Linked DNA regions of Mus musculus: region 1 is linked to region 2. A link is a contact called in public HiChIP or PLAC-seq data. All regions are on one chromosome and are shown on one strand. The core of a region is the stretch at or near the end of the contact, and the rest is flanking DNA. Distances in the headings are between cores, read along the strand shown.

Region 1 (4,866 bases), core at 1,136-3,635, 160 kb before region 2:
GGTGTTGTCAGTACTAGGCTAAGACCAGACACATGCATTTTAAAGCCTGGCTGTCTTGTCACAGATAGACTCGACTGACACACACAGAAACACAATTTCTATCGGTTGAAGATGTGTGCCCTGCTCTATGGGGGAAGTCTCGTAATGAAAAATGTCTGGAGCCACGGGATTAGCTTGTATCCATCCACTTCGAGAGCCTTCCATCTGCCAGACTCTGTGCTTGGTTAATGGGTCAGAAAATCCAATTCCCTGTAGCAAAAAAAAAATCCACAGTCAGGGGTATCTGTGTGTATTGGTAGGAGGGACCTACATGTAAACAGACAATTGAGAAGCACTTGGAAAAGTGTCCTGACAGAGGGAAGCCCTTCCTTTCTAGGACCTCAGAGGAAGTACATGGATCCCAGCTTAGGGCTATCAGAGAAGGCTTCCAAGCAGAGACGACACTTAAATTTCAAAACAAAGAGGACTTAGCCAGAACCTGGGAGAAGAGGGAACATTCCATGAGATGGGGCCAGTGAGCAGATTTAGAGGCAAGAAATGTCAACCAAGTATAGGAACCAGGCCAGCGAACACTAGGTAGCACTGAGTCACATCTAAAGGAAAGGCTTTTGGGTACCAAAGGGTAAAATGGAAACCCAGGGATGAATATACAAGTCAAATATCCAACAAGAATCTTGTATCCAGAACAGAGAATGTCTACAGCTTAATACAAGTAAAAGGTTGGCAGAGACTTGGAACAGATGTTTCTCCAGGGAGGAAACACACACATGAGCAAGCTTAATGAGCAGCCCTGCATCACTCCTCGTCAGGAAAGCTAGAATCAAACCATCGTGAGGCACCTCTGTGCACCCGTCAGGATGGGTGTGAGCCAGGAACAGACATCAGCAGGCACTGGAGGCTGAGAAATGTGCCCGGCTGGTGAAATGTGAAATCACTCAGGCACTGTGGGAATCCACTGGCCATTTGTCAAAAGCAAGCCAAGAACGAATTCCTGAGTAATCCAAGAATCTGTGTTTGGGTTCACTCAGGGAGACACATGCACCCACATTCAGAGATGAAGAATCATTTCAGACCCAAGAGTTGGAGGCCAGAGCTCTTGGCTTGACTGTCTCTCAGATGCCAATAAGCAGAGACAGGAATTGAATCTTAAAACTGCGCTTCATTTGGAGATCCTGAAATCTGAGAAGACAGTGGATTGCCATACTAAATACCTGTCTAACACCACATCTCCAGCCAGAAGATTAATATAGATGGGGAGCCAAGGTTGCCAGTCACTCCAGAGCTCAGACTCTCTACTCGCTGAAGGTGAGCAGCCAGGTTTTCTAAGACTTGTGATGTCAGTGTCTCCCTACCGCCAATTACTGTGGATTGCCTGGCCAGTGGTCCTCCAGAAATCCACCTGTCTCAGACTCCCCACAGTGTGGGATGCAAACATAGCTACCACGCCTGCTTTCTGTATGGGTTCTGGGGATTGATCCTGGATCCTCGTGCTTGTATGCCATGTACTTTATAGACTTTATACACTGTCTTAGAAGAGACACTGTGGCCGGGTGTGGTGGCACATGCCTTTAATCCCAGCACTCGGGAGGCAGAGGCAGGTGGATTTCTGAGTTCGAGGCCAGCCTGGTCTACAAAGTGAGCTCCAGGACAGCCAGAGCTATAAAGAGAAACCCTGTCTCGAAAAACCAACCCCCCCCCCAAAAAAAAAGAAGAGACACCGTGACCACAGCAGCTCTTATAAGGAAACATTTAATTGGGGCTAGTTTGCAATTCAGAGGTTTAGTCCTTTATTGTCGTGGCTTGTGTGTACAGACAGACATGGTGCTGGAGAGAGAGCTGAGAGATCTACATCTGGACCTGCAGGCAGCAGGAAGTGACAGTGACACACTGGCTGGGCTTGGACTCCTGAGACCCACCTCAAAGCCCACCTGCTATTGACAAAGCCTCTAACAAAGCCACGCCTATTTCAACAAGGCCACACCTCCTAATAGCACCACTTCCTATGAGCCAATGGAGGCCACCACATAGACAAAGTGCTTATAGAGGTATCTCCCTGGTCCAGTTATCTTAACACACAGTACATATACATCACACACACACACACATACACACACACACACACACACACACACACACACACACACACACACACGGAAAGGATGGCAGAGGACCTTCTAGAAGGGTCTGCTCTTCTCTGGGAGCAGGAGTATACATATGTGGGACTCAAGGTTTGGGACTCAGTTTCCCAATGGTTCCTGCTGAGGCTCCCAGAGGCTTCTCAAAGGCATTGCTGAAATACCTTCCTGGGAGGGTACTGCCTCCTGCCCTATGACTGAAGGGGTAGCTGAAGGAACTCTGGTTGTAACTGACCCTGGGAGTTGCCTCCCTCCTGCCAGGTGCCAGGCGTCATCTGGAACCTGTAAAAAGTTCATTTAGTGTGAGGTTGAGGCTAGGCATCCAAGGTCTGCCCCTTCATGGGAAGCCAAACCGCCCTTTAAAAGAGGAATTAATTCAAAGTAAGTCCTTAGGATCCCAAATCATTAACAGACGTGTTTTGCAAATATCCAAATAATTGTGATTCTGGGTGTCTGCAAACCTCTCATTGTTGCCAGTGGACAGATTGTCTGGGATATTTTATCCCACAGGCTCATAGCGAGTGACACTATTACCAAGAGAAGAGCTGTGACGAAGACTCCAGTTTCCACATGAGCTGCCCAGTTTGGTTTTTATTAAGCCAGAGGAGGTGTCCATTGAAGGAATTTCCTTCATTCTACATTTTGTATCTTCTGGCTTCAAGTGGGTGGCAGGAAGGTCAAGCCTGAGAGAGAGGCTATCTATGGCACTCTGCAGGTGGCACAGCCATTGTGTCTTGCCTGCGAGTCCTCCTAGACTCTGGGCAAAGGGCTGTGCTACATCACACTTTCCAAGAGCCTCAGAAACATCAGCGAGTGGCTTGAGGCCACTCAGTTGGTGGAGACTGGAGAAAATTGAAGACACGGGCCTCTCATCTGGAAAGGACTGAGTTCTGATCTCAGAGGCTCTGAGAAATATGCTTCCAACCCACTGTGTAATTTCTATCCTCCTGCCTCCACCCCCAGCGTGCTAGGGTGCCATTTGTGATGCTGGGTATCGAACTCAGTATTTCCTTCATGCTAGGCAAATGGTAAACGACTGATCTGTAGCTCTAGCCTCAGACCAAGGGGTTCTGGATGCAGAAATCCTGGGAGGTTTGCTGCTCCTCATCCCACCATCTCCCCTGTCATCCTTGGGCCATTTCTATCCTCCCTCCATCTTCCTGTCATCCTTCTGGCCCCTGCAGCACACCACACTCCATCCCTAGTAGTTCCTTTAAGATGTGCAGGTTTCTCAGTTTCAAAGAGTTTAACAAAGGGGAACCTCCATGAATCTTGGACCCCTGGGTCTCTGGATTATACCAACCAGCTCTCTTAGACACCCAGCCTCTGCACCTCTGACCTCAGGCTCTTTCACAGCCTGGCTGTGTCCTTTCAGCAGTTCTTGGATATAATCTAACAATGTTCTGTTGGGGATGCTCTCTCTCCCCCTCTCCTGCTTCTCTTCTTCCTCCCTCTCCCCCTCTCTTGTCTCTCTCCTCACTCACTCACTCTGTATCCCTCCTTTCCTCCCTCCCTTCCTCTCCTCATCTCCTCTCTCCTTTCTCCCCTCCCTCTTCTTCCTTCCCTCCCCCATGTCTTCCCCTGCCCTTCCCAGAGCTGGGCCTCTCTCAGCCTCAAGGTTGATAGAGTCTTGTCCAAGTCTGGCTGGACAGGCTAAAGGGAGACAGGACCTGATAAACTTTCTTTTGATCTTCCATCTACAGTTTGAAAAAATAAATCTGCTGGTGGGTCAGAGCCCAGGAGCTGGAATAGTTCCTTGTTCCATGTTCAGGGTCCCTGACTCTTGCAAAGTTCATGTCAAAAGCAGGGACTGCACTGGGGAGGGATTTGAGAGAATGGGCAGGGAACCTAATTAGGTGAAAATCATTTAAATGGTTTTCCAGGCATCTTTGATTTAAAACATTTATCACCACCTAACGCATAATTAACAGCAGGACAAACGACTGAACAAAAGCTCTTCTACCCAGAGGGATTATGTTCATTTTCATTAATCTTATATATTACCATCTCTCTCTAAGTGAATGTTATCTTAAAGGCCCAAATGCCTCCTTTGATCTTGGGAGGGAAGGAGGGAGAGAGGAGGGAAAGAAAGGAGGAGAAAAAGAGTTTGTTTAGAAATGCCATTTTAACCACAGAATCTAGCACAAGATCAGAAGTTTTGCATACTCAGCCACAATAAGATGGAAATCCTACCGGGATGATGAGATACTGCTGTCCCCAAGAGAGCAGGTGCATTTCTCATGGTTTGGTCCATATTGTTTGGGGTCTTTAGCTTGTGATTTGTTAAGTCCTGAGGATGCATAAGTGTGTGTGTGTGTGTGTGTGTGTGTGTGTGTGTGTGTGTGTGTGATAGGCCTTTCTGACTGGCAAGTTCTGCCACTTACCAGCTGGGTGGCCCTAAGAGTCACTCTGCTGTGTTTTAGTAGAGACAGAGGCAAGGTGATGCCATCTCCCATTGTTTTACCACCTGAGAGTCTCAAACAGCTCAGGTTGGCCAGGAGCTCGATATGTAGCTGAGGATAACCTTAAACCCTTTATCTCCTTCCTGTCTTTGGAGTTCTGGAGTTGCTGGCAGGCACCACATGCACGATTAGGTCTTCAGGTTTTGAGTTCATGAACAGATGAAGCCAACAATTAGCTCAACGCCTTGCGGATCCATTCACCCCTGGAAAGGTCCCAACAGGCACATCGGAGGGGTGCTTTCCTAAATTCCTGTGTGGCAACTCGCAAT
Region 2 (5,323 bases), core at 2,316-4,815:
TCTCAAGCATCCCTTTTGAAGGGACTGTGTGTGTACTATGTAATATACTGTATATTTGAAATTTTATTATCATTTATATTATAGCTATATTTGTTAAATAAATTAATTTTAAGCTACAAGAAATGATGTCTGTGGGTTTAGTTGTGTGTTTTATTGTCCCTTCTTTCTCTTCACATATAAAATTGCATTCCTGTTTGGTGGTAGTTTTACACTAGCAACTTTCAGCAGTGACAGGAAGATGTACAGCCACCATCTTTTGGACACACAGGAGAGATTTGCTTTATTAACACAGTCAAATGGAGAATTGGAGCAATTACCTAGGATAATTAGGCTCAATTTTCCAATTCACTTTAAGCTGAAATAGACACTTGCTCTTTCTACCAATAACCCACTCTTCCTCCCACCCCACCCCCCTTTTAAACTGTCTATGAAAACGAAGTGACTTGGCTTGATGGTTTGATGACTGTCAACAGCTAATCCAGACAATTCCATCCCCTCGAACCTGTTTTTCCTACTGAAGGGGTGGAGGTGGGGGCCTGGGCTAAACCTTCTAAACAGTCACCAGTGTGGAGACAGTGTATGAAGTTTCATTCTAAGCTACTTAAAGAGCTTTGCGCAGCTAGCCCAGCCTAGCTCCACAGAAGAGTACTGAAAACCCGGGGCTACCCGGTGCCCCGGCCCTGCTCTCCTGCCCTCATAAACTGGGTTTTTCTTTTTATGTCGTCAAGTTCAGGCTTCCAAGAAAAACATATTTGAGTAAGTGCAAGTTTAATATTTGGGGGAAAATTCTGCAAGGATACGAAAGACAGAAAATCACTCACCCTGTGGTCAATAAAGGCTACTGTGTACCCCCAGCCCCCACTTCCCTTTCTTGTGTACCGAACCTCCCCCTTGGGTCGCATCAAATCTAGGTGCTTCCCCAGATGGTTGAAGTTTGAATATCCAAATGTAAGAGAGCCCTGGGCAACCTAGTCCAGAGCTGTCAAGAGGGGGAACCCAGAACCCTAGTACCTGGTGTTGGACTTGGGAGGTATGAAGGTCTCCACAATTAAAGCATAGAAATTGTGTCTGCTCCCAGGCTCAGTTTGGCCTGGGAATTTCGTGAGAGACTGAAGCTTCCTGTAGGCGTGGAAGTGTTAGGCACTGGCTCCAAGCAGCTCCAGAGGTGGTCTTGGGTCCTTCAGCCTGCTGTTTTGGAGTTAAGGCTCCGTTTCTCTGGCTATTTGTCACACCCTCTTCCCTAAAAGAAGAAGAAGAAGAAGCCTGTCGCTGGATCTTGGTCCTACAACTGGGACAGTCTGGAGGATTCAGGAAGTGACCCTCAGTCTCTGGGCCTCTGGAAGCAAATCTAGGACCTGGGTCCTGATGGAATAACCACACCTTCAAGGTTGGGATCTCGAACCACATGCTCTGTAGAGGCACTTGGAAGCTTAGATGTGCATCCTTCTTGCTGTCAGCCACACAGATTAAGCAGTTTAGGGACAGCCTTGTACAGTACACCCCGACCCCAGTGATATACTGGTCTCCTTTCTAGAAAGGCCCAGGAGACTGATTCAGAGCAGTCTCTTCGTGGGTCTCAGTTCATCCGTGGTCTAACCTGCCTCAGAGCCTGTGTGACCTTTTCATATGCAGGCAAGGTCATGCTATCTTGCTGTACTTCAGTTTTCTCACCGGGGAAAGGGTCTGAGAATCCTCATTAACCTCTGTTAGAATTTGGGGAATGTGTTAACCTGTACTGGATACTGCAGAATATTCCTGGCGACTGCGTTTGCAACTGGCGCTGTATTCTCCCTTTCCTCACTCAGAATAGAGCAATGGCGGGGTAGGATTCTGTGTCTCCTTCTGCCTCCTCTGAGTTTAGCAATTTAGGGTCGAGGCAAATTTAGAGCAACATAATTGCTGTAATGAGCAACGGTTCGCGTTCTGCAGACGCGCAGTGGCTCCAGCTAGGCGGTAGCTGCAGGCGAGGCGGGCGCGCCTCCTCTTCCCCCTCCCGAGCCTCCCTGGGACCCCCGCCCGCAAGCGCCTTGGCCTTTGGAGGCAGTCTTGGGCTGGGGTTTCCTTCCAGTACCGGGTCCGTTCATTTTTCTGCTTAATTTTTTTTCTTTCAGCAGCCCTTTCTTTGCCCCATTTCCCAATTCTCTTTCTAGACTCGGCGTGTACACAGAAAGTGATCAATAGGTGTTCGCTGTATCTGAGCAGCCCACTGGTTTGACGTCCAGATTTGGAAGCCGCTGTAAACACAGTGAGGCAGAAATTTGCGGCCGGGTGGTGGATTCCGCTTCTTAATGGCGGTTGCAGTAACTGGGGTTCCTTGTCTATTCAAGCGAAAGTGATGTCTATAGCGGGCCCTTGACTTGGTCCTTTGCGGATCAATGTTCTGATCCAGCTAACGTGTGGTCTCGATCACAGGGGGCGGGGGAGGGCACTGGGTCACCATCTAGGGCACTGGCGGGCTGTGGTAGAATAGTCTGTTCTTGGGATCTGCTGTGTTGAGCGTTACTTGTGCGTGCAGGCTGTGTCTCTCCTTCGCTCAAACCCAGATTTCTACAGTTTTTTGGGGGACTCCCGTAGCCCAGAGAGGTAGCGGGATACACAGCTAATGAAGGGACAGAGTAGGGATTAGATCTGACTTCACTTGGAACCTACGTGTTCCTGATCCCAAGCCTCTGTAGCTGAGGATCATTGGATGCTATGACAGTTCTCGCACAAAATGTGGGTGTCCCGGGAAACTAGCCACGGGTGATCTGGGCCCCAGTTGTGACTTTAACTCCTTTTCCATGACCACACGCAAACACTGTTCTTGGGGGCCTGAGAGGGACGTATCCCTTGCCCGGCAGGCTGTCTGCACTTGTGTTTTTTTTTATTTGGTTGGGAAGATCACCGAAACTCAGCAAATTCTGTTTCTGACGACGCCACAGAACTGGAGCGGCCGCTCCAGCGTGATAACTGGGAAGGGGTGACACTGGGCAAGGTCGGGGACTTGGTGCACCAGAGCTCTGGTCTTGGGTAGCTAGGCTTAGGCGGTCGCAGCCCGGGAGGCTGGGTGGGGCTCGCATTCAGAGTGCCTAGTTTCTGGGTTACGTGGCTCGGATAGCCGATTCTGGAAGGACAGCCCAGGCCGCCCAGGAGACTCACAGAAGACCAGGCGTCGTACCGTGGGGCCCCTTTAGTGACCCGAGGCCCCTAGGTGAGCCCGACTGGTTCAGGTCTGCGCCCCGCCAGAGCCCTCAGGGGCGCAATGGGGAGCTGTGAGGAGAGGCAGCGGCCGCCTTTCAACTATTCGGCTGGCGCCCGCCTGGCCAGGCCCCCGGGGCCGCAAGTTCTTCCCGGCTCCGGCTCCGTCCTGTCCTCCCAGTCGCTCTCTTCTTCACAACAGTCCCCCTACCCTTCAAGCCATCGGGAGCACCTGACCCCACCTCCCACAGCCAAATGTTCACTCTCCTCTTCTGCACCCCCATGCTTGCATCCGGACTCCTCGGGGGATCCCTTCACTCTGTTCGACAGCTCGGGATCCCCGGTTCTCGCGGCCCTACAGGGCCCTGGCCACACGCCTGCCGGCCTCCGCCACAGCGCCACACCGCGGTTTCAGCCTCCTTTTCTCAATGTCAACTGCCGACAAATCCCCTTGCCCAATGCCGAACACAAGCAGAGCCTACAAAGTGCTTGTGCACACATGACCCATACACATCGTCGCAACACACCAGCACACCTTTCAGCAAACACACAAAGTCAACATGTGCATCCCAGACGCACAAGTCAGACTCACATAGATGCCCAACACATGTCTAACCATCACACATCATACACAAAATCAGTAGATGGCACATACACTTCAACAGACACACCACCTTGGGCAGGGCACGCAGCCCACAGCCCACAGCCACACAGCCACACAGCCACACAGCCACACAGCCACACACAACCGGCAGAAGCATACATTACACACACAACCAACACTCATCCCCAAAGCCTACTCGCTAGCATCCAAGACAAGGCCACCTTCTAATGTCTCTAGAAAGTCAGAGACTTTAAGGCCTACTGAGAGAGACAGACTTTCATGAGGAAAAAGAGGGATAGGAAAGAGACAGGCAGATGAAGAGAAAGAATTCCTTTGGTGTGTGGAGAGATTGAGGGAAAGATCCAGCAAAGCCTGGTAGAGAGCAGAACGGGTCTCAATGGGAGATGTGGAATCACAGCATTCTAGCATCCTAGGTGCTGGGGGCAGGCACCAGGGTGAGCACCAGAGGAGCACTATGCAGAGGCACACATGTAACTGTTTATGTACGAGTGCTTTGGCCCTCATACACATGTGTGTGCACGGCCAGTTCTAGGATATAGAGCTTTCATGGGTGAGGTTGAGGAATGCTGGGAAGTTCTTCCCTTCAACATAAGGAGCCTTCGTCCCCCTTCCCCAGAGCAGAGCTTCTGCCCTGCATTTGGCAAAGCCTCACATGCCTTCCCAAGATGGGGCTCCTAAGGGACCTGGCCCTGCTTACTCTTGGACAGCACTCGGGCCCAGGATCAGGACCATCTGTCCAGCATGTCAGGCAGGCCCAAAGATGTGGGTGCTGCTAGGAACAGCCAGAATACCACTAGATACTGCAGTCTGTCAGTGTCTGATTGTCTGATCTGCAGTTGTCTGCCTGGAGATCCTCGTTTTAGACTTTTGAGGCCATGTGATTTGAGGCAAGTTCCTTAAGTTTTCTGGGCCTGTCTCTTCTCTATATGCCAAGTGTAGGATGCTTCTGTTTCCTTGTGGTCACGGGAACAACAGGAAAGGCTTTGCAATGTGTGTGGCCCTTCCACCAACAAATATCCATGGTGAAATCTTAATAAAGCAGTCAGAATTGTGTCCTGGTCTTCCAGGAGACTCCAGAGAGCCAGAGTGTGCCAACCACTCAGGTCTGAGATGTGGGGCTCAAATCTGGGTCTGTCCCTAGCTGGATGGTGACCTCTACCTAGCAATTTACTACATCTCAGAAGCTTTGATTATACCCATATGGCCTTGCGCAGGGCACATAGCACATCTGAACAGGCACAATGATCAGAGTTCCCTTTGGGCTTTAGTTAGAAGAAAATTTAAGGGTCTGCCTGCCCTCCATTCCTGATCGTTGGGGCCAGAAAAAAAAAAGGGCCACCATACCACCTCCATCTTGGTTTTGGACAACCCTTCAGCGATACATTGTTGCCGTCCATGGGCTATCGATCTCTTTTTGACACAAGAAAATCAGACTGGAAGGAGTTGTGGGATTTGGTCTAAAATTTAGGCTGATTGAAGCTAAGTGTTCAGTGATGTATTCAGGACACCTTAGCAAGTAAA

Evidence for each region. HiChIP or PLAC-seq counts read pairs in DNA pulled down with a chosen protein or histone mark.
Region 1: a contact with region 2 is called in an H3K4me3 HiChIP or PLAC-seq map of embryonic limb bud, with 2.8 times the contacts expected there. The contact joins two enhancer-like sites. A contact is called at or near these places in 4 of 39 promoter capture datasets (cranial neural crest, embryonic stem cells, frontonasal cranial neural crest and 1 more), 3 of 484 Hi-C or Micro-C datasets (embryonic stem cells, nephron progenitors and stem cell-derived primordial germ cell-like cells), 8 of 115 datasets of contacts at active chromatin or transcription factors (craniofacial prominence, embryonic forebrain, embryonic limb bud and 4 more) and 2 of 9 other capture datasets (adipose tissue and embryonic stem cells).

Annotation. Positions count from the first base shown.
Region 1 is chr5:37,978,435-37,983,300 of GRCm38.p6, reverse strand. All of the region lies in intron 1 of Gm40289 (a long non-coding RNA gene), which reads right to left. Among named protein-coding and RNA genes, the nearest start is that of Gm40289, 9.0 kb to the right of the region's middle. Within about 2 kb of position 2,385, at least 1 of the 459 cell types and tissues checked has an H3K27ac peak or open chromatin away from gene starts, as enhancers often do. A contact at or near this core is called in embryonic limb bud, where this site is marked.
Region 2 is chr5:37,815,288-37,820,610 of GRCm38.p6, reverse strand. Msx1 (msh homeobox 1) reads left to right here. Exons shown (of 2, transcript NM_010835.2): 2 at 1-120. It also overlaps Msx1os. Among named protein-coding and RNA genes, the nearest start is that of Msx1, 6.6 kb to the left of the region's middle. RefSeq lists an enhancer at 966-1,959. Within about 2 kb of position 3,565, at least 49 of the 459 cell types and tissues checked have an H3K27ac peak or open chromatin away from gene starts, as enhancers often do. A contact at or near this core is called in embryonic limb bud, where this site is marked.